Regions from separate parts of the Mus musculus genome. Here all the other regions are linked to region 1. A link is a contact called in public promoter capture Hi-C data. All regions are on one chromosome and are shown on one strand. Each heading gives the region's core, a stretch centred on a gene start, on an enhancer-like site or on the middle of the called end of the contact. The rest is flanking DNA. Distances are from core to core; before and after follow the strand shown. Region 1 holds the start of Cry1 (cryptochrome 1 (photolyase-like)). Region 2 holds the start of Nfyb (nuclear transcription factor-Y beta). Region 3 holds the start of Hcfc2 (host cell factor C2). Region 4 holds the start of Tdg (thymine DNA glycosylase).

Region 1 (6,307 bases), core at 563-3,062:
ACTAGAGGTAAAGAATATTTTCAAAAATTAGGGAGCCTTTTATTTGGGTCTGAAGCTACAGTATGAGGAGACATACTTTAGTAGTTCAAAGGTTAATGTAGATCCCAAAGAGCATTCCTCTATCAGAGGAAAACCCAGCACATATAAAGAATAAGAAACAGATAATAAACTCCACTAGGGGGCTGGGGTTTTGTGGTTAGGTTTGCATGTCATCTCTTTGGAACACACCTGCTTCATTCAATAAGCGGCTGCTATTCTGGCCCTGGATGCACCGGCCTAGGACACCAGGTGTTCCTGAAGCTGAGGCAAGGGGTATCCAAAGCTCACTTTGAGGCTTTCCTGAGCTGCAAAGTGAGTTAAGGGCAGCCTAGATGCTTAATGATATACTGTCTCCATAAATAAATACATAAATAACCCTGGATGAATATATGCACATAGGTGATGCTAGGACTCAGGGATAAGAGCAAAACCAAGAGCCATCTTCAGTTACACAGCAGGTTCAAGGTAAGCCAGGGCTCCGCGAGACCCCGTCTCAACAAAAAGGGCATTGTATGTCTAAGGCATGGCCTGTAGGTTATGGCTAGGAAGTCTGGTAAAGATGCACATGTGGCCCTGTGTTCTCATTAGACTTCAATTGCTTTGATAAAACATCATGAGCAAAAGCAACTTGGCCAGGAAGGAAGGGGTTTGTTGCCGTTTACAGTTAATAATCCATCGTGGGGAGAAGTCAGGGCAGAAATTCAAAGCAGAAACCTGGAGATAGAGGGCTGAAGCAGAAGCCATGGAGGAAAGCCGTTTTGGTTCCCTGTGGCTTCCTCAGCCTGCTTCCATATACAACCCGCCTAGGGCTACCAGCCTAATGGTGGCGCCACACACACTGGTCGGGTCCTTCCACATCACTCATTAATCAAGAAAGTGCCCAGACTTCCCTACAGGCAACCTGATGGAAGTCTTTACTACAATTAAGGTTCCTCTTCCCATTTAACTTCAGTTGAAGAAAAAAAAAAAAAAAAAAAAAAAAAGCAAAGCAAAAAGCCCAAAAACCTAATCAAAATACCTTCTAAACTACACTTCATGTAATAGATTAGAGTTGATAAATTGACGATGTATCTACAGTATTATGAAATGCTGAATATCTGAGATCGGACCTGTCTTCTCCAGAGCTTGGGCAAAGGTGCCCGCCCCAAACAGTAAAAAAGGCTAACGGCGTGATTTCTGCTCCTTTCAGAGCAGGGGACTCCGATTAACACCTGATTGAAGCTGGGTGAGAGGCAGGACTGTGCCTCGGTTGCCTCTCACCCAGCCCAGCAATAACTCTCAGGGCACACGGAACTGGCTTCAGACCTTCCACACAACCCATAGGAAGAGCCCTGGGCGCGCTCCCGCGTCCTAGCCTCTTCTCTTCCACCGCGAGAGCGCAGCGCACGCGCGCCGTGCCCGGCAGAGCGCGCGCCCGCGAGCTCCCCGCAGCCCCGTGCTCATCCGGGTCCCCGCGAGCCTCGGCCAATGGAGGCGGCTCCCGGCCCCGGGAGCAGAACTATGCCTCCTCCCCCTTCTCGCGGCCTGTGGCCCCCGCGAGCGGCCTGGGGCTCAGGAGACCCGCAGAGGCTGCGAGTCCGGATCCCACGCGAGAACTCAGGTCGTGAGCGCCCAGCGATCGCAACCGGTCCCGAAGCACCGGGCGCGGCGGCGCACGCGGGGGTCTGAGCCAGTGTAGTAAACACACTTCAGAAACGTGAGGTGCCGGTGGTCACGTGGGGTGCATGCCGCCCAATGAGAAGCCGGGGGCGGGGCGGAGGCCGCTGACGCGGCGGAGTCACCCGGGCAGCCTCGGGACCGGTGACCGGCAGGCGAGCGTCCCGCGGCCTGGAGCTCTAGCCCGCGCTCTCCGAGCTCGCTGCCCACTCCGGGACGCACAGGCCGCGTCGCGCGGAGGCCGCGTGAGCTCGTGTCCGTTCGTGGAGGCCGCCTCGGGCGCGCCACCGTCTCCTCGCGGGTCGCCTCGGTTGGGCGAGGTTTCCGTGACGAGCCTCCCGGGGCTGCTGCGACCAGCTCGGGCCGTCGTGGCGGCTCGGGCCCCGCGCGCTCGCTTGCGCTCCGGGGGTCTCAGGCCCTGGAAGGTATGCGTGTCCTCCGGACGCTGGGCGCGGGCTCCTGAAGGACGTCGCGCGTGGATCCCGGCGCCTCGGCAGCCTCCATTCATCTGCCAGCTGCGCGCTCGCCACCTCCGCGCCCCGCCTCGGCGTCGCCTCCTCCCGTCCCCTCTCTGCAGCCCTTTCCCCACTCCTCGGGTGAGGAGGTTTTCTTGGAAGCGCAGGTGTCGGTTATGAGCCCGGCTTCCCTCCCTTGAAGCTCTCGGTAGAGGAAGTCGGGGTGACCCGCCGCGCCCCGAGCATGGGGGTGAACGCCGTGCACTGGTTCCGAAAGGGACTCCGGCTCCACGACAACCCCGCCCTGAAGGAGTGCATCCAGGGCGCCGACACCATCCGCTGCGTCTATATCCTCGACCCCTGGTTCGCCGGCTCTTCCAACGTGGGCATCAACAGGTGGCGGTGAGTCCGAAGCGCTTGGGAAATCAATCGATCGCGGTGTGCGCGAGTCGGGTGTCGATGCGTTAGTGTCAGATCTGAGATTTGGTTTTAGTCCAGGGACCGAATTGCCTACATCGTTAAAGAATTGTAGATGTGGTCAATATTAAATAGTACAGACTTAGTAGTAGAGATTATTGACGACCCTGAAACACTTTAGCTTTTACCGGTAAGTTATGTGTCTGTGTTGATGGGAACGCCTTCCCTGATTTGCGAGAAATAACTAGGAGGAGAATTAAACACTCCCAGATCATAATGGCCTTGATATCTTAGGCCTCCGAAAGGGTTGTAATCTTTAATGTTGACGTGTGTGTCTAGGTAACTCATAGTGTGGAGAAAAACCATTCATTTATTATAGCGGGCTCCGGATCCAGCTTTCTTCCCCCTTGAGGTTAGAGGAGGAAAAGCAAGGGAAAGAATTAGCTGGTTTCCCAACTCTCTCTCTCAACTCCTCCTTGTGGTTGACAAGACAAAGCACAGTTTTTCTTTCGAGGCAAAGTATAATCCTTCTAGGGAATTGCGACTGGAAGAAATCCTCCGGACATTTTGTGAGCTGTGCCTGGGAAAACAGGATAGACGATTGTGTGGCGGAATGAAACGAAAGCATTAGTTCAGCAGATAATATTGATAGCTTATGTGCCAGCCGTGTCTTTGGATATGAGGGATAGAGCTGTGAACGAGAAGTCTGCCCTCTTCAGGCATATGTCCAAGAAAAAAATACGTATGTAGTCCTTTTGGAGATGAGACGTGTTGCAAAGAAAAGACGAGGTAAACAGGAATAGGGATGGGGACACAATTTAAAACAATGTTAATTAGCTGGGGATGTAGCTCACTGGAAGTTACCACAGCTAGGATGTGTGGAGAAAGTGGTCGCCGATTTGAAGACATGGGATGCAGCTGTCTAAGGGAAGAACATTCCAGGGAAAGGTCCTGAGGTGAGAATGGGTTTGATCTTTGGAAGGAACAGCCAGCCAGAATGACGAGCAAAACCTCTGGGGGAAAGTACTAGGTGATGAAGTTATAGTTGTAACGGGGGCCAGATTCTAGAGCTTTATGCGCCGTCACTAAGGTCTGTGACTTTACCCCAGGAGAGTGGAAATGACTGCAGTACAAGGGTATTAGCAGAGAAGTGATGTCATCTAACGTAAGTTAGAAAAAAAACCTTCTTTGGTTGGGATTCTGAGAACGTGACTGATCGGGCATTGAAGCTGGATAAGAAGTGTGGACACCGCTTAGGAGACGTTCATTTCCGGGTGCAAGCTTGGAGAATGGCTTGTGTGGATGTGCCGGCAAGTTGGTTGTGGGGTTGAGCGGAACAAAAAGAGCTGTATTATCACAGTCAACAGGTGAAAACAGCCCTCGTGCCAACCGGCTGATTAATGGGCCTCCTGTTGTGTGTATCCATGCACCAGTTACTTGCTTGGCCATGAAGGAATGAGATACTGATAAATGCCATGAAATGTGTAGGTGAACCATGAGAGCATGTTAGCTGAAAGAAGCTGTCATAAAACTTCATACTTGATGATTGTGCTTATATGAACTATCCACAATGGGCAAGTACACAGGGATGGAGAGCAGGTTAGTGGTGACTTAGTCCTGGGGAGTCAGGAGGGTATCTCAGTGGGCACAGAGGTGATTAAAACTTACTGGAAGGTTTTTGTCAGAAAACCTCCATGAATAGCTATTAAACTGTGAGGGGTTTTGTTGTTATTGTTTGGTTGTTTTTTGGTTTGTTTTGTTTTTTTTTTGTTGTTGTTGTTGATGTTGTTGTTGTTTTTTTTCTTTTTTTTTGAGACAGGGTTTCTCTGTATAGCCCCGGCTGTCCTGGAACTCACTCTGTAGACCAGGCTGGCCTCAAACTCAGAAATCCACCTGCCTCTGCCTCCCGAGTGCCGGGATTAAAGGTGTGCGCCACCACTGCCCTGCTAACTGTGAGCTTTCAGAAGTCTACTTATCTCTTCGAAACTCAGCCCAGATGTCACTTTTCCCTGTGGTACCTTCATTACCCAGTGTAGGATGATACAGAGACTTCTGAGCTCTGAAACCACTTGCTCATCATTGCGTCTTAGACCTTCTTAGGAAGCTTTTGTAAATGAATATTTGGTGTCATTACTTGGTTTGGCTGCTGTAACAGAACACCTTAGATTGAGTAATTTACAAATAAAAGACATATTTCTCTCAGTACTAGAGGCTGAGAAGTTTGCGATCAAAGCACTGGTACATCTGATCTCTAGTAAGGGCATTTCACTTCGTAGATACATGCTCTATGTGCTCTTAGATTGTGGAAGAACTGAAAAGATTCTCACAGGTCTGACCTTGGGAATAATCACACTGGTGAGGGTAGAACTCTCCTAACTTGATTGTCCCATGATAACATCACTTTGGAGATTAGGTTTTATCGTAAGAATTCTGGGAATGGAAATCAACATTCAGACCACAGCAGGTGTAATATCACATATAAGACCTCTTCATCTACTAATGTACTAAGAACTAAATTTACAAATGTGCCTGCATACTTGCCCATTTTACTTTCTAGTATATGATTTCAATAAGAAACATGTAGATCAGCTGGGCAGTGGTGGTGCACGCCTTTAATCCCAGTACTTAGGAGGCAGAGGTAGGCGTATTTCTGAGTTTGAGGCCAGCCTTGTCTACAGAGTAAGTTCCAGGACAGCCAGGGCTACACAGAGAAACCCTGTCTCAAAAAAAAAAAAGAAAGAAAAAGAAAAAGAAAGAAAGAAAAAAGAGAAAAAGAAACATGTAGGTCATCTTCGATACACTTTACTAGTTTGATTATTTAACTTTATTATCCATATATTTTCAAATGTCTCTAGTCTACAACTTCTGTCCTTACATATATTACTGAAAAACATAGCACATTTAAATTAATTTAAATTTTAATTACCACAGTTGTTAGTTCTGTAGTTCTGTTCTCATTTTCTTAATAGACAATTGGATTTTTCTCTTTTTTGGGTCTAAGGTTTGCTAACTTTTTCTATTTTGCTGGTCATTACTTGACATGATGTAATCTCTTACACATCTGTAATCCCAGGGCTCAGGAGGATAACCTGTGCTCCATTGCAAGATGCTATAGAAAGAAAGGAAGGGAAAGGAAAGGAAAGGAAAGGAAAGGAAAGGAAGAAAAGCAAGAAGAGAGGAGGAAGGGAGAGAGGGTGGACAACCTCCTATAAAAATAATAAATAACAGTATTATTAAAAAGAGTACCTTTACAAAAAGCATGAGGTCCAGGGTCCACATAGTTTCATAGTTAGGTTTGTTGAGTGACTTTTCCCAGAGAGAGGTAAAGGAACATCTACTGACATCTCAGGAAGGGCAGTGACAGAACAAGGAAAGGCTTCTCTCCAGATCCCGCCTGTTGGAGCATGGTCAAATCAGACAGCATCCTCAGAAAGAGGATGGCCTGGTGAGGGTCTCATGAGCCTTGTGAGCCCTACTCTTTCTCCAGGAGGAATGGTAATAGCCAGGTCTTGTGAGGTCGTGTGATGGCCCAGTCTGATAACTCTACAACAGGGATATAGCCAGACCTAGCTCAGAGGAAGCAGCAGCACTTCGAGGGCTCTGAGAAGGGCTAAGTCACTGCTGTACAGGTGGTCCCTGAGCACAGCAAGAATCTAAGGAGACCACACTGAGCTTCCTTAAATAGAGCACAGCAGCACTTCTGAGATAATACACCTTAGAATCATTTCAAGAATGCTAGG
Region 2 (6,986 bases), core at 1,658-4,157, 2.4 Mb after region 1:
CCTTGAGACATAGTGACCGTGAAAAGCTTTGGCCCAGGCAAGGTAGTATACGCCTTTAATCGGGAGACTAAGGCAAGGAGATCTTTGAGTTCAAGGTCAGCCTGAGACAAAGCAAGTTCCAGATCCAGGTGTGGTAGTATACACTTAACCTGGGCCACACCTCCTGCTGGAGGCCTATATCAGAACACTTTTGGAAGAAGTAAGACTCACTCTTCTTTACCTGCTTGCACTTACTGGCCAGCACATCTGTCGGAACCTACTTCTTTAGGACCCACTTCCAGCTTCTATTGCAGACCAGCTGAAACAACCAGCCTTGTGGGACTGAGCAACTGCTAGATTCTTGGCCATCCCATCCACAGCTGTCCGTCGTTGGGTTAGTTGGACCATAGGCTATAAGTCATCACAATAATTTCCCTTAATATAAAGAAACTAAGTTCTGCAACTCTAGAGAACCCTGACTAATACACAGTGATGGCTATTCTTGGTTGTCACCTTGACTACATCTGGATTTAACTGAAACCCAAGCATCTGGTTATACCTTTGAGGGACTTTTCTTGATCTTTTGAGGTGGGACAATACACTTTACATCTGAACCATATTTCCTGATAGCCTATATAAAAGACATGGAAGAAGGAAGGGCTTGCCTTGCTACCACTGGCAAGTCCATCCCCTCACTGGTTTGAGACTCCAGCATCTACTGAAGACCAGCAGAGGCATCCAGCCTCATGGACTGGACAACTACTGGATTCTTGTTTTTAACCAATGTTGGACTAGCCTATAAGCTACTCTCATAAATCCCATAAATATATATGGTACTTGTCTGTCTGTCTGTTTATCCATCTATCTTTTGAGTTTTGTTCCTCAAAAGAACCCAACTAATACAAATACTAGTGGCGTATGCTCAGTTCCTCAGAAGGCACGGTCAAGGTCAGGGTCAGGGGGAGGGTCAGGGTAAGGGGGAAGGTCAGGGGCAGGGATAGATCTTGAGTTTAAGCCCAACTTGGACTATATAGTGAAACAGTTCAAAAAAAACCAAACAAACTGACCAAACAAAAATTTTAGAATATTAACCTTTTTAGGTCTTTATATGTATAAATTGCAATGAGCCATAGTAGTTAATATTATTTCTGTTATAAAGAAACTGGAGAGATGGCTCAGCGGTTAAAAGCACTGAATGCTCTTCCAGAGGTCCTGAGTTCAATTTCCAGCAACCACATGGTGGCTTATGACCATCTGTAATGGGATCTGATGCCCTCTTCTGGTGTGTCTGGAGACAGTGACAGTGCACTCATATACATAAAATAGATAAATCTTTAATTTTTTTTAAAAGGAAATAACAGAGTGGTAAATCTGGCTAGTAAGAAGGGGTCCTGGGCCCACAGGTGGTGGTGGTTCACTCCTTTAGTCCCAGCATTGGGGAGGCAGAGGTAGGCAGAACTGTGAGTTTGAGGCTAGCCTGGTCTACAGAGTGAAATCCAGGACAGCCAGGGCTACACAGAGACATCCTGCCTTGGAACAAACAAACAAACAAACAAACAAACAAAACCAAAACAAGAGAAGAAGGGAGAGGAAGAGGAGGGTGTCCTAGAATTTGGTAGATTCAGGTGGTGGTGCTCCTAACTCCTCTTGAAATAACCGAGAAAGACTCATTTGTTCTTGCTTCCTTATTTACCTGAGAAATATTTATTTATTCTAGACACAGCGGGATATCAATAAATAACATATTTCAATCTTTCTGTATACTTTATGCACATACTTATATGGAATATACACCCAAACACCTTTTTTTCTTTTTTTGAGATACAGTCCGATTATGTAGCCCAGGCTGGACGTGAACACACACACTAGGGAGCCCAAGATGGTCTGGAATTTCCAATCTTCCTGTTTGTGTCTCCCCAGTCATGGGTTTAAAAGGCATAAGCCACAACACCAGGGCCTTCTATAATTATTACTACTACAGTTTCTGTTTCTTCAGACAGGGTTTCTCTGTGTAGCCTTGGTGTACTGGAACTCACTCTGTAGACCAGGCTGGCCTTGAGATTTGCCTCCCTTGTCTTGGAATTAAAGGCGTGCACCTGCCTGACCCAGCCATACTATTATTTCTAAAGACAGGGTCTTAATGTATCTCTGGCTGACCTAGAACTTTCAGTCTTGCTTACTTATCCTTGTTAAGTCCTAGGACAATAATTTTCCATCTATCTGGGTGCAGGTATCCTGCAGTACTTTGCAGTGGCTGGCCATGCAGGACATTTTGGATCACCACCACAAGGGAGAATGGTAGCCAAGGGACATTTGATCCAGATTTCAGTGAGGCCGACAGGGAAGGCCTTAAATGCACAGAGGCCATGAGTTTTTGCAGCCCAGTGTTATCTGGTTGGGAAATGAGCACTTTAGGTAGTAAGCCAACTTGGTAGGGCAGACCTAACACCAGAACACAGCACCAGGGTACAGGGTGGAAGTCGGCTGGGACAGCCTACCTGTTAAACTTGGAGGAAGGGGATGGTGTGCTAAAATGAAAAACTAACATCTTTGTTCACTGTGACTTGAGAGGGAACGCTGTGTGCCTGAGGTGGCTTGGAGGGATACCTAGAAAACATTAGGTGCCTAAAGCATTCTGGAAAGTAGCTCAGGTGTAGATCCCCTCCGGGGCTGAACTCAGGCGGGCGAGACGCTGGTTAGTGGGGAAGGAGGAGCTGGAAGGAGAAAGAAGCCAGAGCAAGCCTTTCCGCGTGGAGCTCTGGATGAGAACGCCGGCCTCTCGGACGCCCTGAAGAGCGAACATCCAGAGCCCGCCCGCGCGCTTTTACGGACCGCGCGCCTTGCTCAGAGGCTCCGGGGCGGGGCCGGGGGCGGACCGGGGCGTGGCCTCGGGCGCGGGCGTCGCGGAGGGAGGGTGTCACGTAGAGGGAAGCGGCCCGCGGCGGAGGGAGGGGAGGCCGAGTCCTGGAAGTGGAGCTCCGCGCTGGGACTGGTTCCTTCGCAGCCATTTTCTGTCCAACCAAACAGCCGATTGGAGACGGGAGCCAACCAGGGCTGCATTGGAGGTTTGTGTCTCGCTTCGGCCAATGATCGCTCCTAAACCGACTCCACTTTAGCTCGAATGAAATGTCCGTCTCCTCCCGGCGCCGTCCCCGCCGCCAACGCCGCGGCGGTCGGGGGCACTCGCAGTCCGCAGTCTTCGGGCGGGCCGGGCCTCCGGGCGAGGCCGCTGTGCTTCGGGCCGGGCCGGGCCGGGCCGGGCGCGGGGCGGCGGGCGCTTTGTGCGCGGGGCCGCGAGCCGCGGTCGGGCTGGGCCGGGCGGCTGCGGGGCTCTCGCGGCGGCAGCCCCGGGCCGGCTCCATTTTGTCCGGGGAGCCGGCGGGCGGGGAACGCTGCGCCCCGGAGCGGCCGCTTTGTCTCCCGCATCCCGCCGGCGGCGGGCGTTGGGCACGGGCGGCGGGGGGATGCGCTCCGCGGGGCCGCCCGGGCACCTGCGAGCCGAGGCGGCGGGTCCCTGCGAGGAACGAGCGGCCTGGCGGGCCCCCGGCCCGCTCCGCGCCTACAGCATGCAGCCATCTGGCGCCTGGCTCGCCCCGGACTTGCCCCGAAGGTGGGAAGGGAGCCTTGGAGGTTGCACGGAGGTTTCAGTCACCCGTGCTGGGGGGGCGGGAGGGTCTGCGAGAACAAAGAATTTACGGAGCACCCGCAGATCCTTTCATGCCTAAAGTCTAGAAGAGGGCTGTTTGATGTAGACAAGGTTAGGTAGCAGACGACCTTTAAAAAAAATGGCATCCCGCTAATCTTCACAGACCCTAGTTTTTGTAGATGGTGCCACAAATCACCCGAGTGGCTTCAGCTCTCAGTAAGGAAACTAATCGGTAACAGAAAGTGATGGCTCAACTGGTCAGTAGTAGTGGCATTAATAAATAGGAGCTTTATGGATGAGATACTGAGAGTTTAACCAGAATTCCTTTAAAGGCAAATGATTCCTCCTCTGCACTGCTCTTTGTAGCTTAATTTAAGGATTCTATCGATGCAAAGCTGTGGTTGTCGATGCCAAAGAAAGGAGGTTGGAGGAAGGGAATCTGCTTTTCTTGGATACAGATTTGCATTTCTTCAAACACCAAGCAGATGTATGCATTCCCTTGAGCTATTACACAGATTATAACCTGCCCTGAAGAAAATGCTTTCCATATGAAGAGAGATATTCTTAATGGATTAAGTCTAAGTATATACTTAGCAACTATTTGGGTTGGTAAGGCTCTCCCCCGGTTCCCACTCTAAGCAAGATGCATACACATACCCAACCTTCAGTGTTTGAGTGTTCAAACACACCTTTTAAAGCTACAGGAACATTCTGGATCTAGAAAAGGGGCATATATGGGAAGGCAATATAGATTACTTGTAAGATTATAGCAATGTCAGGTAGTCTTTGCTGGCTGATTTTTAAAATTCAACAGCCCTGTTTTTTCCCTACTACACTTCATGCTTCGATGCGAGTCATGAACATGGAAAGGATGTTTGATTTGCACCTTTCCTCCCATTTATTTGTTTCCTTTCGGAAAAAAAAAGGGGGGGGGGAACCAACAAATAAGGTCCCAGTACTGTAATTGCTTACAGTGAGACCGAAGCGCTGTCTTGATGCAATTTCACTTCACACTGATAAAGGCCCCGTGGACTTGTTTGTTTGTTTGGTGTGCCCTCTTGCAAGGCTGTGTGTGTCTTTTCCAGCAGGACGTAAGATAATTTCAGTGCATTTTAGTCTGACATGTTTGTTTCCTTTTTCAGTTTAAAAATGTGTACATCTCCGAAACACTTTAAAAAAACAAATCCATCCTTAAAAATTCAAGTTTATGAGTAGGGCATTTCTATCCTTGGTGTGAATATTTTATGAAACTTAGATGTGTTGAGTTTTCAGTCTCTTGCATAACATATAATCTGATCCCTTATTTGGAGTATTGTGATGAATATTGACTAGTAAAGCAAATTCAGGGCTAGGTTAGAAAGCCATTTCCCCCCTCCCTGTAGAATTAACTTTTCACCCTCCATTGATTAAGTATAGCAGGTAAGATGACCTGTGTCCCCCTTAATTTTAAGAAAGCCTATAGTCTATATACTTTTACTATTAATAGATGTTTGTATGTTTGTCTTTTAGGTTAAAATTATACAAGGATCCACCACCTTTTTGACAGGTATTTGAGAATACCACTGATACACAATACAGTATTTCATGACAGTAAGTATGTTTTATTTAATCATTTTGGTTAATTTTGTATGAAATGTATTGGAGAAGGCAGTGTAGTGATTCTTAAGTTTAGGCAGACTACCTGTGCTAAGTCCCTTTGCCTCTTGTCAGCAACTGGCACATGCTCTCCGATTCCTGTGGGCCCCGTCAGTGCCAGAGAGACCGTCTGTCTGGTAAAGAACTTGCCCGCCTGTCTGTGGGCTGTCTGCTCAACTGGCAGGGTATTACTGAAAGTGAATGTGGTATGTGCCAAGTGGAACAGGCTGAGTTTCCCTGCACACGCTGCTAAGAGGAGGGGTGTGGTGGTTGACCTAGGAATGCCAGGAGGGATCCTCCTGGCCTGAACAGGGTCTAAACACGGTGGGATATGGCTAGGTCAAGGGTGTCACCCAAAGCAAAAGCCTGGACACCCCAGTGAGTCACAGGCTTGGAGGTGGGGATCAGCACTTTTTCCAGGTGGGGATTTCACAGGAAAATGCTGTGCTGACCTCCCACCTGGCCGGTCTTTGTTTTCTGGATCTGGCTCTGCTATGGTATCTGTGACCTCAGGCAGGGTACAGTTCCTATGAGTCACCGTTGCTTCACTCTTCAAATGAGAGGCCTGTGTTTATTTGGTGGTCCTCCAGGTGTACTCTAGTACTAAGGATTTTGTGAGGTTGCAAAGGGAACCTCCTTGTAAAGCTGTGAAGAGGTGGTTTGGATTGGATGCAGGAGATCTTGTGGAAGCATTTTTGGTGAGTTAGTCTTGACAGGGCTAGGAGGTGGTCCAGTGGGACGGAACAGGATGGGCAGATCCAGGTGGAGACCGGAAAACAGTGTTGGCATAGTTAGATCAGATGAGCAGACGTGGTGCTCTATTAGAGTTTCTTAGAGTTCATTAATGGATGCTTGCATGGCAGGGGATCGGTGATTGTAAATTGACTGTTTCTGAAAGCAGAGGTAACATTTAATGAGTTCACCAGAAGGGGAGGAATAAAGAGAAAGCCTTGGATTGAAACTGACAGTTAGGGATAGAGTAAGACTATAGCTCTGGAGGTCTGGGGAGAAGGGAAGTGAGACAGGTGGTATCAGTACTACCACGGTCCCGTCAGGTTGGCAGGGCTGCTGGCGGCCCTCAGAGCGGCTTCATTGGCATTCGGAGGTTAGAAGCATGCACTAGGGAGTTTAAATGGGAATGGGAAGCTGTGTGAGAACCATGCATTGCAGCGAGGAGAGAGGCAGACAGGATGGGGGGGGGGGGGCTTCCACAACCCCAAGAGCACAACGAGTGCTGTGTGTGTAAGGAGCCGGCACGTGTAAGCGGGAATAAGGGAGTGGGCGGGGCTGAACTTCAGAGATGAGGATCCCTGATGCTGTTTTCTTACTCCCAGAAGATAAAGAATAAAGAGCAGGTAGGAGGATAGGCTGTATATGAGAGCAAAGGTCTTTGTGCCTGGAAAGGAGATTTGAAAAGACAGTAATGACAGTAATGGCAGTTGATGCTTTTGTGCTGGAGGTGATGGGCGTGAGGCAGAGTCAGAGGATGACTTGTGGAACTGGGTTCTCTTTTCATTGTGGGTTCATGGGATCGAACTTCGGTTGTTAGGCGTGGGGGCAAACAAGCTTACCTGCTGAGCTATCTCGCAGGCCCATAGCTGTTTCTTAAGCTGCTGCATAGGGCCATGAGCCTCTCCTGAGGGATTTAGAAGTGCTCAGAAAATCGGCATAGTAAAGAAGACAGTGTTGCTCTACCTGTCCATCTACTGTATTCACAGGGGATCAG
Region 3 (6,442 bases), core at 2,359-4,858, 2.5 Mb after region 1:
AAAAAACATGTTTATTGTTAGTTTCAAATATAAAATCTAAAATTAAGCCTTACAGTAACTAAAGATAAAATATTTTAACCTAAATATAAAATAAGACTTGGTCTACAAGAGAGCGTACCTGGGGACATTATTATTTGAATCTTCACTTTCATTTGCCAAACCACCAAACAAATAGCATTTGTTACCATATAAAGAGAAGCTATGTCCAAGCCGCGGACAAGGAGGGAAACCAGAAGGAGGGGGCTGGGGTTTCACTTTTTTCCATAACCAACGACTTGCCTAAAAAAGAACATATTCATATAAAAGCAGGAAACATTTCTATTTCTATACTTTCAACAGTGAAACACCATACGAATACATCTGAATCTCACCGGAAGATCCAATAAGCTCCTCTGGGGACAAATGACAAAAAAGTATCTAACTAGTGATTTATATGTTGAAACAAGGTCTCACTATGCAGCCCTTGCTGTCCTGGAACTCACTGTGTAGACCAGGCCGCCAACTTAAGAGCTCTGCCTGTCTCTGCCTCCCAAGTGCTAGAATTAAAGGCATGCATCAGACTCAAGAGAAGTGGCTACCTTCTGAGAGTAAAATGTATATCCGAGTAAGGCTGGCTATGGTAATCCCAGACTTTGTAAGGCAAGAGGATCAGGAGTTGAAAGCTAACCTTAGCTACTGAGTGAATTTAAAGGCAGCCTGGACTATGTGAGATTTGTCTCACAAAGCTGTAAGTATATATGTAGGTATATGTGTGTATATGTATGTGTTAATAGACATTCAGACTAATCTTCTATAAGCTAATACTAATAATAATAAGTAGTAGTAAGTACTATCACTTCTAATTTTTTCCAAGCGAAAAGAATTTAAGTATTTGTATGTAGAACTTTAAGAATAGAAGCAATTCATAAAAACTTGCTTTTAGATATTAGATAAACCATGAATGCTAAATAACCTTTAAGTAAACAAAACTCATTTAACAAAACCAAACTCCAAAATGTATTCTTTTAGCCATGAGAATCTTCTCTATTTTCAATTATATGAAATGGTTGCTTGCTTGGAAATAAGTACAACCCATTCACATATGTCAAGTGGTAGATACTCTCATGATCATGGATGGTCCTTGGAACACAGCGAGATTAGTCAATGAGGACTGACTGGTTTAACAAGCAAGTCAAACCTAGAAAGCCCAGGTGAAACTGTCCCCTCTCTCTGCATGACTACAGAGGAGGATAGTTCCTACTGTTAAAGGAAACCATTCCTTTCATACCGAGACACTGCAAGCACAGTCTCGGTGGTAGAAACGCCAACATCCAGGCTCCACCACAGACAATACTGATTTCAAACACCTAGGGGCAGACTCCAGCAATCTGCTGTCATCAGTTGGGAGGTGCTTGTGTTGTAGACTAAAGGACAACTGTGTCAAAGAGCTGCTGAAGGCTAGATACCCTTATGCTATAAATGTCATACCACACCTATGACAAGACAGCAGATATTTTGACTTGTTAGTAGAAGTGGAAACATTTTCTTTGAAGCTATAAAATGCAGAGCATCTGTTTCTGTCACTGTACTAATAAAATACTTGTCATCCCTTTAAAAACTATGACAATTTCATTAGCTCTTCACACTGAAAACAATAAATGTAAGATATACTTACTTGTAACTCATATAACTCATTGCTGTATCTTCCATATTCAACCATTCCCCCAAACACTAGGATTCTAGTCCCATCACAGACAAATCCATGGGCTGCACAGCCTGGAGGGATGTCTCCTCTAACAGCTGGTAGGAACCACTGGTTTGTAACTAGTTGAAAAATAAAATAAAATAAATTATAACAAGTTACCACACTCCATGAGTGATAAATATATTAGTCAAAGGATCTATACATATAATCAAAGAATATGTGTATATATACTTACATAATAATACATACATACATACATTCATGCATGCATATCCATCCTTTATTCCAACAGTTCTCAATTGGGGACTATTTTGCTCCCCCAAGAATACTGATTTTACAATGTCTAAAATCATATATAGTTGTCACAACTGGGATGGAGGTGTAACTACCAACCCATGGCTCGAGCCTGAGGATGCCAGCACGCATCTTACAACATACAAGGTAGTAGCCACAGCCAAAAATCACCAGTCCCAAAATGTAATAATGCTGCTGTTGAAAACCCAGATCTGGGGCAGGCACTGGTGGCACATGCCTTTAGTCCGAGTAAAGCACTTGGGAGGCCGAGGGGCTCATTGATCTCTGTGAGTTCGAGGCCCGTCTGGACTACAGAGCTAGTCTTAGGACAGCCAGGGCTACACAGAGAAACCTGTATTGAAAAAGGAAAAGAAAACCTGTTCTGCATCATTGTACTCTTAAAAAAAAATCCTGGTGTCACCCCCCATTAAAGAAGTGGAAAACCTGTGATTTAGAAAGACGTGGTAACTTTAATGCTGATTTAGAACAATTGCCAAAGCAAGATTCAAAACAGACCCAATTTCTTCTAAGCCCAGGGTATTTACACTATACCAAATCAAACATCTTCAAAACTTTTTCTGTTGGAGTACTGAGGAGAGTCAAAACTAACAAAATTTCTCCTACCGTTTTTAGCTTTTAGAGGACTACTGTGATCAAGTTGTTTCATCAAAGTTGTAGGTTGTGAACTAAAACGACACCAAATTCAGTATCTAGCCTTAACTAGTTTCCTATGATTGCTAGACTACTTGTAAGTGGAGAAAATATACTTTCAACCAGCACGGAGGTCAAGACCTGCCCCCTTAACAAGTGACACTTCGAGCTGTGCAGCGGTGCCTTAGCTATGACAGCCCCTTGGCGAGGACCAGCCCGGAAGGGCAGAGCACATACACTACAGACATCGGCTAATCAGAGACCAGTCCGCGTTCACCCACAACTCTCTCCGCCGCGAGTTTAGAGAACTGTCTTGCGGGCTTCCGCCCGGTACTAACTGTACCTACGCTGAAGAGGCAGCCAGGAGAACCTCCCCGCCCCTCAACTCTCTAGGTTCTAAGAAGGGGGCTGGGGGAAGGCAAAGACCACCGAGGCCCGCCTTGGGGTGGGTTTTGTTCTTGACACTGGCGGGATCTCCACCCCTTAAGTGACCGGCCCTAGGGTGGAGGCCCAGCCGTGGAACCCGCCGTCTCGGGTCCACGGGGAGGGATGGGCCGGGGTGTCTCGATGTCTACCGGTGGAGTCACGTCCAGCCCGCGGAACCGCGAGCACCGAGCCGCCTTCCAACACGTTGCGAGCTCGGGCTGCCGACCCAGCCGATCTTCCCCCGCCGCCTGCCCGGCTGGGGTAGCGGCGACCCGGCGGTGACAGCTGTCAGGCCCGCGTCCGCCGCTCCTCCCCTCCCCCTCCGCGGTCCCGAGGCGGGGTCGCCGAGCCGCCGCCTACCGGTATTGTAGACGTGCAGCTCGTCCGCGATGCCCTCGTTGCCCCCGCCGAAGATGATCATCAGCTCCCGGATGGCCACGGCTCGGTGTCCGTGCCGGGCGCGAGGCACCGGTCCGGTAAAGGAGGAAACCCGCCTCCAGTTGAGGAGGCTGGGAGCCGCCATCTTCCCAACCCCCGCCCCTCGGCCCACAATGCCCCGCGCGCCACGGGCTCCACGGCTCGTGGGGAGGACGAGCGCCGCCTCCAGCTGTGCGCGGGAGGCCCGGCACGTGACCCGCGGGCCCCGCCCCCCCAGCCCGTGGCGACGTGGCCCTCGGGGCTCCGCCAAGATGGAGCCCCTCCCGCCAACCCTGCCAACCCTCCTCTCTGTGGCTTTCAGTGGGGTGTTCGGGGAGGAGGTTACAGCTTTGTCCTTTAGGTCCACTTGGAGCATCTTCTGTGTAGGAGCGTCACGCCCTGGAAACTGTTATCACAGGCACTGGAGAAGAGCTGCCTGCCGTGTAGGTCCCAAGTGATGAGAGCACAGGGAGCGCCTAAGGCAAATCTGTCATCTCAAAGGAGGGTCTCCCAGACTGCAGGACAAGGACAGTGGACACGGTGGCTAAGTGCAGGGCCTGAGCACGGCTCAGATTTGGAGGTGACAAGCCTACACAGCAAAAGATAACCCCAAAGGTGATTTTCGGTTCATTTAGGTGTATTAGTTGTCTTGTTGCTGTGAAAAAATCCCCTGACAAAAACCTTTGAAGGACAGAAGGGTTTGTTTCCCCTCACTGAGAAGCCCATCATAATGAAGAGGCTTGGCTGGAAGTGGCTGGTGGAATTTCATCTGCAGAGAGCCACGGATGCTGGAACCGGGCTGCCTTATTATTTAGTCCAGGATGGCATCCCAGTTTATTTCTACCTTAATTTATTTCAACCTTACATCTATTCCCACCTTAATTAATCTGATCTAGATAACCTCATAGGCCTGCCCACGGGCTTGTCTCCTAAGTAAGTTTAGATAGTATCAAATCAGCAATATCGACCATCACAGCAGGTCATTATTTTCATGCGGAGGCTTCTTTTTATAGTGTTGTTAATATTCTTAGACAAAAAGACTAAGGGGGAAACCCTTAAAAGTTGCAAACTCAGTGTTAATTTGGAAAGAGTCTATTTTGTAGGCCTGCTATATCAAAGTGCCACAAGCCTTGTGCCTTGAAAGAGTTGAATGGCACTCAGGAGTAAGAGTTTGAGGCCAGCCTGGCCTACATGGTGAATAAACAGCCAGGGCTAAATGGAGAGACCCTGTATCAAAAAAACAAAAACAAAAACAAAAACAAAAACAAAACTGGGTTTGATTTCCAGCACCTACATAGCTGCTTACAATGGTCTGGAACCCTCTGTTCTGGGGGATCTACACCCTCTTCTGGCCACCACAGGTACCAGGTGGGTCTGTAGTTCATAGACATACCTGCTGGCAACGCACCTGTACTCATCAAAGAAAATCTTAAAAAAGAATAAACACATTAGAATTGTCTCACAGTTGGAGAGAAAGTCTGAACAGAACACCAATGTAGGTAACACGTGAAGGAAAGGTTGGACAGGGTAGAGAAGGAGGGTGAGCTGTACCCCTAAGAAACCAGCATTTAAAAGGTTATAACAGAAGGCAAAAGGGAACTGGGGACTTGTTCTATGGGTTTGGCTTTGAAAACCACTTCCACCTTTATGAACCTCCCTTTGCCTGTGGCTTCTTCTAAATATCAGTCCTCGCCAAGTTCCCTTTTGACCTCTTAGCTATTAGTGTTCCATTTCCTTTAGAAGCCACACAGAGTTCATGTAGGAGGAGGAAGTGTTGGATTTGCAAATTAGGAGGTTGCTATTGGCCTAGAGTTAAACACTTTAAGTGGAGGAGGAGAGGCTAGAGAGAGCCAAAGAATGAGTGGGGGAGGAGATGCAGAGAGCATAGTCTATTGTTCTTTGGAGTTGTTGCCATGGAAGCAAGAACCTGTGCCATTCTCAGGCTACACCTCGCACATAGTTGTCATTCAGTAAAATAATTTCTATAATCTTTATATATTACTACTGCTTCCAATCCTATTCCTTAGCTACAGGGCATTGAAGAGCCAGTTGTAGAGCAAGACACCAGTGCCCAAGTGTGGCAGACCTCTGAGAGCTATGGGCAAGGTCTCGGTTGAGGACTCTGGGGAAGACTAGCGGATGAGCTCAATAACAGATGGTCTAATCAGGCACTGTTCTCAAGATGAGAGAGGCAGACGTCTATTTACAGATCAGAGGGCTCTGGCCATGGTTCTTAGCTAAAGCTGTAGCGGGGGCCATGGAGAAAAGCAAGGTGGGGCTCTAGGCCATGTGGGAATCTAACCGTGCTACCAGACCAGTGATTTAGACTCAAGAGCCAAGGAAGAAAACCAGTTACAGCAGGCGGGAGCCAGGGGCCCAGTGCCAGGACTTGGGTGCACAAGCCTTTGTTGCCCTTTATCAGGTAGGAGAAAGAGCCAGAGCACTGAAGCTTAAGCTGACAAGAACATAACCCACAACTGAGGTCCATCAAGCAAGAGGGATTGAGAGATGGCTGTCATTTCTACCTCCTGTGTGGGATCTTGGAGGCCAGCCATGAGAGACAAAGGGAGGAAAAAAAAAAACCCTATCAGCTTGACCCAGTCTAGTGACTCATCAGCTACTACAACATATTTCCTTCCTTCATTGACCTTAGTAGATATTATCTGAAGACAATGTCTCTCCCTCAACCATTAACTGCTAGCAGCTCCTAAGGAAGGGGTGGTCTTCAGGATCCTCTACCCCCCCCATCTGTAAAGGCACACTGCTAGGTCCACTCTTATGCAGGTGTAACTGCAGCTTCTGTGAGTTCAAAGCCCCCCTCCCCCTATCATGAAGCAACCCTAATTAAATTCAGTGGGAGACACAAGATAAGAAAATAGAAAAGAGTCTAGTTGGCAAGAAGGAACGGTTCAGTGATGCAGGAGAGAGACAAGAAGGTAATGGGGTACACCCATTATCAAAACAAATCCA
Region 4 (6,863 bases), core at 500-2,999, 2.6 Mb after region 1:
GCCCAGCTCTAGTGCTTTTAAGCCTATTATAAAAATCGAAAGAACTTTGTGTCTTATATTTGGGAACTAAATGATCTGAGGTGAGGTAGAAACCCCCAAATGATATTTACTGCAACACACACAGCTCCAGGGAGCTGGCAGTGTGGACCGTGAAGGAACACCACATACACATCTGCTGCTGACAGCGCTACACGGAGAATGCACACTTACCCGTGCGTTAGCTCCTACATGCAGAGTGCAGGAAGACTTTAGGACTAGTCAGAATTTCCAGTTCCTGCTGGGCCTGGGAGGAAAGGCCCATAACCCCAGCCATCTGAGAGGCTGAGGCATGAGGCTCATGAATTTAAGGTCCACCGGAGCTACAGAGTGAAGCCAAGGGTAGCCAAGGCAACACAGCAAGACCTTTCAAAATAACGAGTAAGAAGATGGCTGAGGGACATGACTCAGTGGTAAGCTTGCTTAGCACACTGGAGGCTCTGGGCTCAATCCCCAACCACACACTCCCAAATAATAATAAAAATCTGGGTTCATTTTTAAATCATTTCAGTAGTATGACATCAAGGTCTTACACACACACACTATTTAGTCTTGGGTTAGAGAGAGAGAGAGACAGACCACACACACGTACACACACATGTAATATTGTGCCTCTTTTTGTTAATGATTCACTATTGCATCCATTCAGCATGTATTTATGTAGACTCCAGTTCAACCTATCAGTTCTACAAACCCCTCTGAAAGTTGGGCCGGCATATTTCCCACTTTCACCAGCAGGTCCCTGGCACCCTGTAGTTGGTAAAGGCTTTAAGATAGGTCTACCTGTCCTGTGAGTAGAGGCCCTTCTGCAGTGTCCCTTGGATCTTTGAGTGGTAAACCAGACTTTCATTTCAACTCCCATGGACTGCCATCAGCCCCCGTCAATCTGCTCAAAGATGTACCATAATACAGCCGTCGAGTGGGAAGGCGGGCTGAAGACAGAATCTCTTGCCTAAGTTCAATGTCCATTTGCCACTTAGAGGCAAGCTAATTCTTCGCCAGGCAGGGCTAATACCTAAATCTCCATTCCTTTTACCTGCGAAGACCTTGCCATTTTGTTTTTCTTAGCTTTCTGCGAAGAGTCTAAATCCCCAAACCTATACTTTGTCAGGCCCGCCCTGACATCCCCATTACCACTAAGGGACAATTTTAAAGACCATCCCAGAATGAAAGACATCTACAGATTGACTTCTTAGCGTGTTATACACACTCCACAGCAATAGTATCTATCCCGCGAGGATGAGAAGGACCCCGCAGCAACCGCGGCCACAGGGTACCCGCTTCGCCTTTACAGTCCACGGTGACGGAGGGTGAAGAACCGCGCGGGCGGAGGCTGCGGCCGGGCACACACCACCTTTTAAAGCTCGCGGGTACGGGAGGCAGAGGACGTGCGCGGACCTGGGAGGGGGGGGGGACGTGTGGGGAGCGGGGAGGTCCCCACTGCGCACGCGCAAGCCGGCCTTTGTGCGGGCCGCGGCCCTGACCGACCCCAGCCGCGAGCGCCCGCGTTACCTGCGCGCGGCCTCTGCGTCCATGGCGGCGCCGCCGAGGGTACGGCCACTCCTGCCGAGCCCACGGGCGCCCGCTCTGCCGCTCAGCGCGCGGACTCACCACAGGATCGGGGCGGCCGGTGGATGGACGGCGCTGGCCTCGGCCCCTCCCACGCTGCTACATCACCGCGGCGAGTCCCCAGCGCACTTCCGTCCCCCTCCGAGGAGGCCGGCGGCCTCGCCATCACGTGATGCTGGCCAGGCCAATGGCGTGTCCTTTTCGGGGCGCCCCGACCGCCGCTTAGCCTTTCGGGAAACGTGGATCTCGGCGAGGATGGGGAGCGCCCGGCTGACGTCAGCTTTTGTGGGCTCTAAGTTTCCTTGAAGGTGTGGGTTAAGGGTGATGGCCTTTAGGATGTATTATGCGTGGTGGCAAATTCATGTCTTTTCACCTCAAATTTTGTGCGGATTAAAAGCTACCTGACTTGGGGCTCACAGAGCCTGAGCTACCAACCAGGGAGCTTTCAGGAGCTGGACCTAGACCCCTCTACACGTTTGTAGCAAATGTGAAGCTTGGTGTCCGTGTGAGTCCCCTACAAGTGGAACAGGGGCTGTCTAGGTCTCTGTTCCTTGCCAGTGGACCCAGCGCGGACTGGGGGAAGAGGACTGCGTGTTTCCTCAGTGGGAAAGGATGTGCCTACACTTGCTGAGATTAGATGTACCAGAGTCTTACCCAAGTGGGGCTTCCTCTTCTCTGAGAAGAGAAGGGGGCAGGATTTGTAAGCGTGGGACTGGGTGGGGGTGGGGCTGTGAACGGGACGTAAAGTTAATTAAATTAAAATGAAAACAACCACCCCCTCCCCCGCAACTATGTGTCTTGGCTGGGCGACCCAGCATTTGCATAGACAGTGGCAGGCAGAACTAAGTTCGAGGCTGGCCTGGTTTATAGAGCGAGTTTCAGGACAGGCAATACTACACAGAGAAACTCCGTCGTGAAAAACTAAAATGATAATTATAATAATGATAAATAAATATTGTGCCTTACACAAAACAACATTCTTTCTTTTCAATTGTCTTTCTTGTCAATTCCTGTGATGAGGAGTAGGGCTGATTGGAACTGGAAAACCTAAGATTGGAAGCCACCAATGTTTGGGCCTCAGTTTACTAATCTGTAAGGGGAAGCTCTTGGTAGATTACAAAGATTTCCATAAACAGTTGTCTACGTTGGAGATGGACAAACACTCGCCTAGATGCTAGATGCATCTCTGCTTTAGAACCTTAGACAGCAATCTCACCTCGATTTCTCGGAGGTTCTTTTGGTTTTTGAGATAATTACAAAACTGTGTACCCCTGACTTGGCTTAGAGCTTTGCAGCTGTAGTCCAGGCTGGCCTCAACCTGAGGCAAGTCTCCTGTTCACTCTCTTGCATACTGACTGGGATTACAGGGCATGTATCACCATACTTGACTTTCGGAGGTTCTAAGAGTTTGTTTGTTTTTTTTTTTTAGATTTATTTATTTATTTATTTATTTATGTGAGTACACTGTAGCTGTCTTCAGACACTCCAGAAGAGAGCAGTCAGATCTCATTACAGATGGTTGTGAGCCACTATGTGGTTGCTGGGATTTGAACTCAGGACCTTTGAAAGAGCAGTCAGTGTTCTTAACCGCTGAGCCATCTCTCCAGCCCCAAGAGTTTTCATTTAATTTCTTTTCAATGTCTGCTGTGGGTGTTTGGCCAGAGAGTTGTCTAACGGCGTCTAGCCCTCTCCGTGAATCCCAGAGTGATGACACCTAGGCTTTGAGGTAGCCTCTTGTCAGCGATTGTTATCTGAGATTTGAGGGGGTTGTTCCTTCAAAGGGTTTTACAGTATCAGTCCTTAGACGTACCTGGCAGACCAGGTAGTCTCCTGTGTCTGAGAATCTTGGGCAATGGCTCCTTCATAACCCCTAGATCATAGAAGAGGTTTGGGTATGCAGAAGTTAACTTGCTAAAAGTGCCTTTTATGTAACAATAAACAACACTTCTAGGGGGCTGGTGAGATGGCTCAGCAGTGTTTGGGAGTCCTGTGGAAAAGTGAGGGATAGAAGTGAGCAAGGACACCACAAGAAGACCTACAGAGTCAACTAACCTGGGCCCATGGGGGCTCACAGAGACTGAACCACCCACCAAAGAGCGTGCAGGGCTTGACCTACGCTTCCTACACATTTGTAGCAGATTGAAGCCTGGTCTTTATGTGAGCCCCCACCTGTTCTTGGATCCCCTTCCTCTAGCTGGACTGCCTGGTTGGGCTCAGTGAGAGAGGCTATGATTAGTCCTTCTATGACTTGATGTCCCAAGATGGGGTGGTAGCACTCACTTTGGGTATCACCTAAGTGAATGTTGTCAAGTGACTGTACTATGAGGAGAAGGGAGGGAGTAATGGGAGGGACTTGTGAGGGGAGGTTGACTGGGATGTAAAGCAAATAAATAAATAAATAATGGGGGCACTTCCAGGAAACTTGCCACCATTCAGTCCTTGAGAGGCTGATCACTCATCCCACCATGTCTCTCTTCCATTGTCCCGAGGAATCCAGAACACTGACATCTTCGAGTGTTAGGCTTCCCTGTTTCTTTAGGTTACGTGGCAGAAAATGGTGAGAAGCCCGACTGAATTAGATTGCCTGGTTTGTTTCACAAGAGGCGTTGGTTAAATTACAATGATCTCTCCCTTCTGTGATGTGAGCTCAGAGATGGCCAGGGCTTTGTGCTCCATATGTATATATTTTTAATCCTAGGATATTTTAAAGGGAAGCATATCGGCAGCTGGAGTGATGGCTCAGCTGTTAAGAACACCAGCTACTCTTCCAGAGGACCTGGCTTCGATTCCCATATGGTGACTCACAACTAACTGTCTCTAACTCCAGTCCTGAGGGGTATGACATCCTTGTCTTATTTCCTGGGGCACTAGACCTGAAAGCAGGGGCACAATAACCTGCAAGCAAAGCCACATAGATGCATAAAGTAAAATACATATAAAACAGTGAAAACTCTACTTAGAAAAGAAACAACTTTGGGGTTGGAGAAATGGCTCAGCTTGTAAGAGTAGGTGGGACTCTTGCAGAGGACTAGAAGGACGTTGAGTTGAGACAGCATTCACTTAGGCAGCTCACAGCCATCACTAGCTCCAAACTAATGGATTCCATGGGCACCTGTGCTCACACACATGGACCCACACATCCCCATATGTATGTAATTCAAAACTTTTATTTTCCAAAAGGGCTGGGCTATGGTGGCACACACTTTTAGTCACACTGATAAGTTTTTTTCTCCACTGGTGAACTGAGCCAATTCAAACCAGATTAAAATGCATATAACTTCTGGTTTATTGGGAAGCTGCTCTCCTGGTAAGTTTACTGCTCCCAAGGAAGGAGGCAGGGGAAGTCGCCATGGGGAAGGAGAGAGGAGGGGGGAAGAGAAAGAGAGAAAGTGTGTTCGCATGAGAGAAGGAAAAGGAGGAGGAAGAAGAAGAAGAAGAGAAGAAACCAAAATGTCTGGGTTATGTAGCAAAGAGCCTCTGTGGGAAGGGCCGCCCAGCCCCTGGGCTGGAAAGTTCAGGGCAGGGATTCGAGATAGGGCCTGAGGGATGCAGGAGGTCCCGGAGGCCAGGTCTGCTCTGGTATGTAAGATATGCACCTCAGCTGTTTGTTCCTAGGGTCTGAGGCCAGCCTGGACCACATAGACTGAGGTGGTTTGAATAAGCATGATCCCTATAGAGACGGACCATGTATTTGAATGTTTGGCTCATAAGGAGTGGCACTATTAGGAAGTATGACCTTGGTGGAGTAGTAGGTGTGGCCTTGTTGGAGAAAGCGTATTACTGTGGGGTAGGCTTTGAGGTCTTCCATGCTCAAGCTATGCTCAGTGTGGTATAACAGGCTCTTGGTGCCTGTGGATCAAGGTGTAGAACTCTCAGCTTCTTCTCTGGCAGCATGCAAGAAGAAGAAGCTACCTCCCGACTCTGATGAACCTCTGAAACTAGGCCATTCCCAGTTAAATGTTTTCCCTTATAAGAAAACATTTAGTGTCTCTTCAGAACAATACAAACCCTAACTAAGATAGAGAGACCTTGTCTCATAAAAGGGTGGGGAGGGGTAATAAATTTGGAATTTATTTAAATTTTTAAGTGTCTCGTTATACTACTAAGGAAAAGATAAAGCATAGATTGGAAAGAGACATTTGCAGTGTATCTGATAAAAGGCTTGTATCCAAAATAAAGAACAGTTTACAGTTTAAAAAAAAAAACCAAACAGGTCGATTGAGCTGGAGAGTGTGTTTAACACACATGCTTTTCTTGCAAAGGACTGGAGTTCAGTTCCCAGCATCCACATGGTGGTTCACACCACCTGTAACTCCAGTTCCAGAGTGTTCAACACCCTCTTCCGACCTCTGAGTGCACAGGCATGCACATGGTACATACATGTAGGCAAAACATTCAAATGCATGACATTAAAGAGATCTTAAAAAATGGGCAAGAGATTTGAACAGATACTCCACCAAAGGATACAAGTATACAGAAGTCTATGAGCCAGAGCAGTGGATGGTGGTATATTCTTATAAGCCCAGCAGTTGAGAGGATGAGGCAGGAGGATCACTGCAAGCTCAAGTCCAGTTTGAACTATTATGATGCATTTTAATTTGTATTTTGTATGTATGTGTCTGTTTGGGTGTACATGTACCTGTGTAGATAAGTGTGGAAGTCAGAGGCTGACATTAAATAACTTCTCAGTTACTCTGCATCTTATTCTTATTTACTTACTGTCTTAGGGTTTCTATAGCTGTGAAGAGACACTGTGACCGAAGCAACTCTTATAAGAAAACATTGGGGCTGGCTTATAGTTTCAGAGGTTTAGTCTGTCATCATGGCAGAAAGCACTGGGACACACAGGAGTTATGCATGGTGCTGGAGAGGTAGCTCAGAGTTCTATGTCTGATTGGCAGGCAGCAGGAAGGGAGTGAGACACAGCCTGGCTGGAACATCTAAGACCTCAAAGCCCAGTGAGACACCTCCTCCAGTAAGGCCACATATACTCCAATAGGCCACACCTTCTAATCATGCCACTCTCCATGGGTCAAGCATTCAAACCCTTGAGTCTGTGGGGGCCATGCCTATTCAAACCACCACCACAGTCTCTTTATGTACTCCTGGCTGTTCAGGAATTTTATTATATGTAGACCAGACTGTCGTCCAACTTACTGAGATCTCCCTGCCTCTGCTACCCTAGAACTGGAATTAAAGGTGTGTGCCACCATGCTCAGCCTTTTTGAATTTTTTTTTTTAATTTTGAATTACATGCA

Evidence for each region. Capture Hi-C pulls out chosen DNA fragments and counts their contacts.
Region 2: a contact with region 1 is called in a promoter capture Hi-C map of liver, with 3 times the contacts expected there. The contact joins the promoter of Nfyb here to the promoter of Cry1 in region 1. A contact is called at or near these places in 2 of 39 promoter capture datasets (liver and pre-B cells), 1 of 115 datasets of contacts at active chromatin or transcription factors (thymic regulatory T cells) and 2 of 9 other capture datasets (adipose tissue and liver).
Region 3: a promoter capture Hi-C map of adipose tissue shows a contact between it and region 1, with 4 times the contacts expected there. The contact joins the promoter of Hcfc2 here to the promoter of Cry1 in region 1. A contact is called at or near these places in 2 of 39 promoter capture datasets (liver and pre-B cells) and 2 of 9 other capture datasets (adipose tissue and liver).
Region 4: a contact with region 1 is called in a promoter capture Hi-C map of adipose tissue, with 5 times the contacts expected there. The contact joins the promoter of Tdg here to the promoter of Cry1 in region 1. A contact is called at or near these places in 1 of 39 promoter capture datasets (liver), 1 of 484 Hi-C or Micro-C datasets (uterus), 1 of 115 datasets of contacts at active chromatin or transcription factors (astrocytes) and 2 of 9 other capture datasets (adipose tissue and liver).

What each region holds. Positions count from the first base shown.
Region 1 is chr10:85,180,559-85,186,865 of GRCm38.p6, reverse strand. It overlaps Cry1 (cryptochrome 1 (photolyase-like)), which reads left to right and starts at 1,812. Exons shown (of 13, transcript NM_007771.3): 1 at 1,812-2,552. The coding sequence starts at 2,395.
Region 2 is chr10:82,760,062-82,767,047 of GRCm38.p6, reverse strand. Nfyb (nuclear transcription factor-Y beta) reads left to right here and starts at 2,907. Exons shown (of 8, transcript NM_010914.2): 1 at 2,907-3,044; 2 at 5,135-5,215. The coding sequence starts at 5,210. It also overlaps a transcript of Hcfc2 not described here.
Region 3 is chr10:82,696,280-82,702,721 of GRCm38.p6, reverse strand. It overlaps Hcfc2 (host cell factor C2), which reads right to left and starts at 3,608. Exons shown (of 14, transcript NM_001368720.1): 1 at 3,416-3,608; 2 at 1,655-1,803; 3 at 119-279. The coding sequence starts at 3,578.
Region 4 is chr10:82,624,724-82,631,586 of GRCm38.p6, reverse strand. Tdg (thymine DNA glycosylase) reads right to left here and starts at 1,749. Exons shown (of 10, transcript NM_172552.4): 1 at 1,549-1,749. The coding sequence starts at 1,571.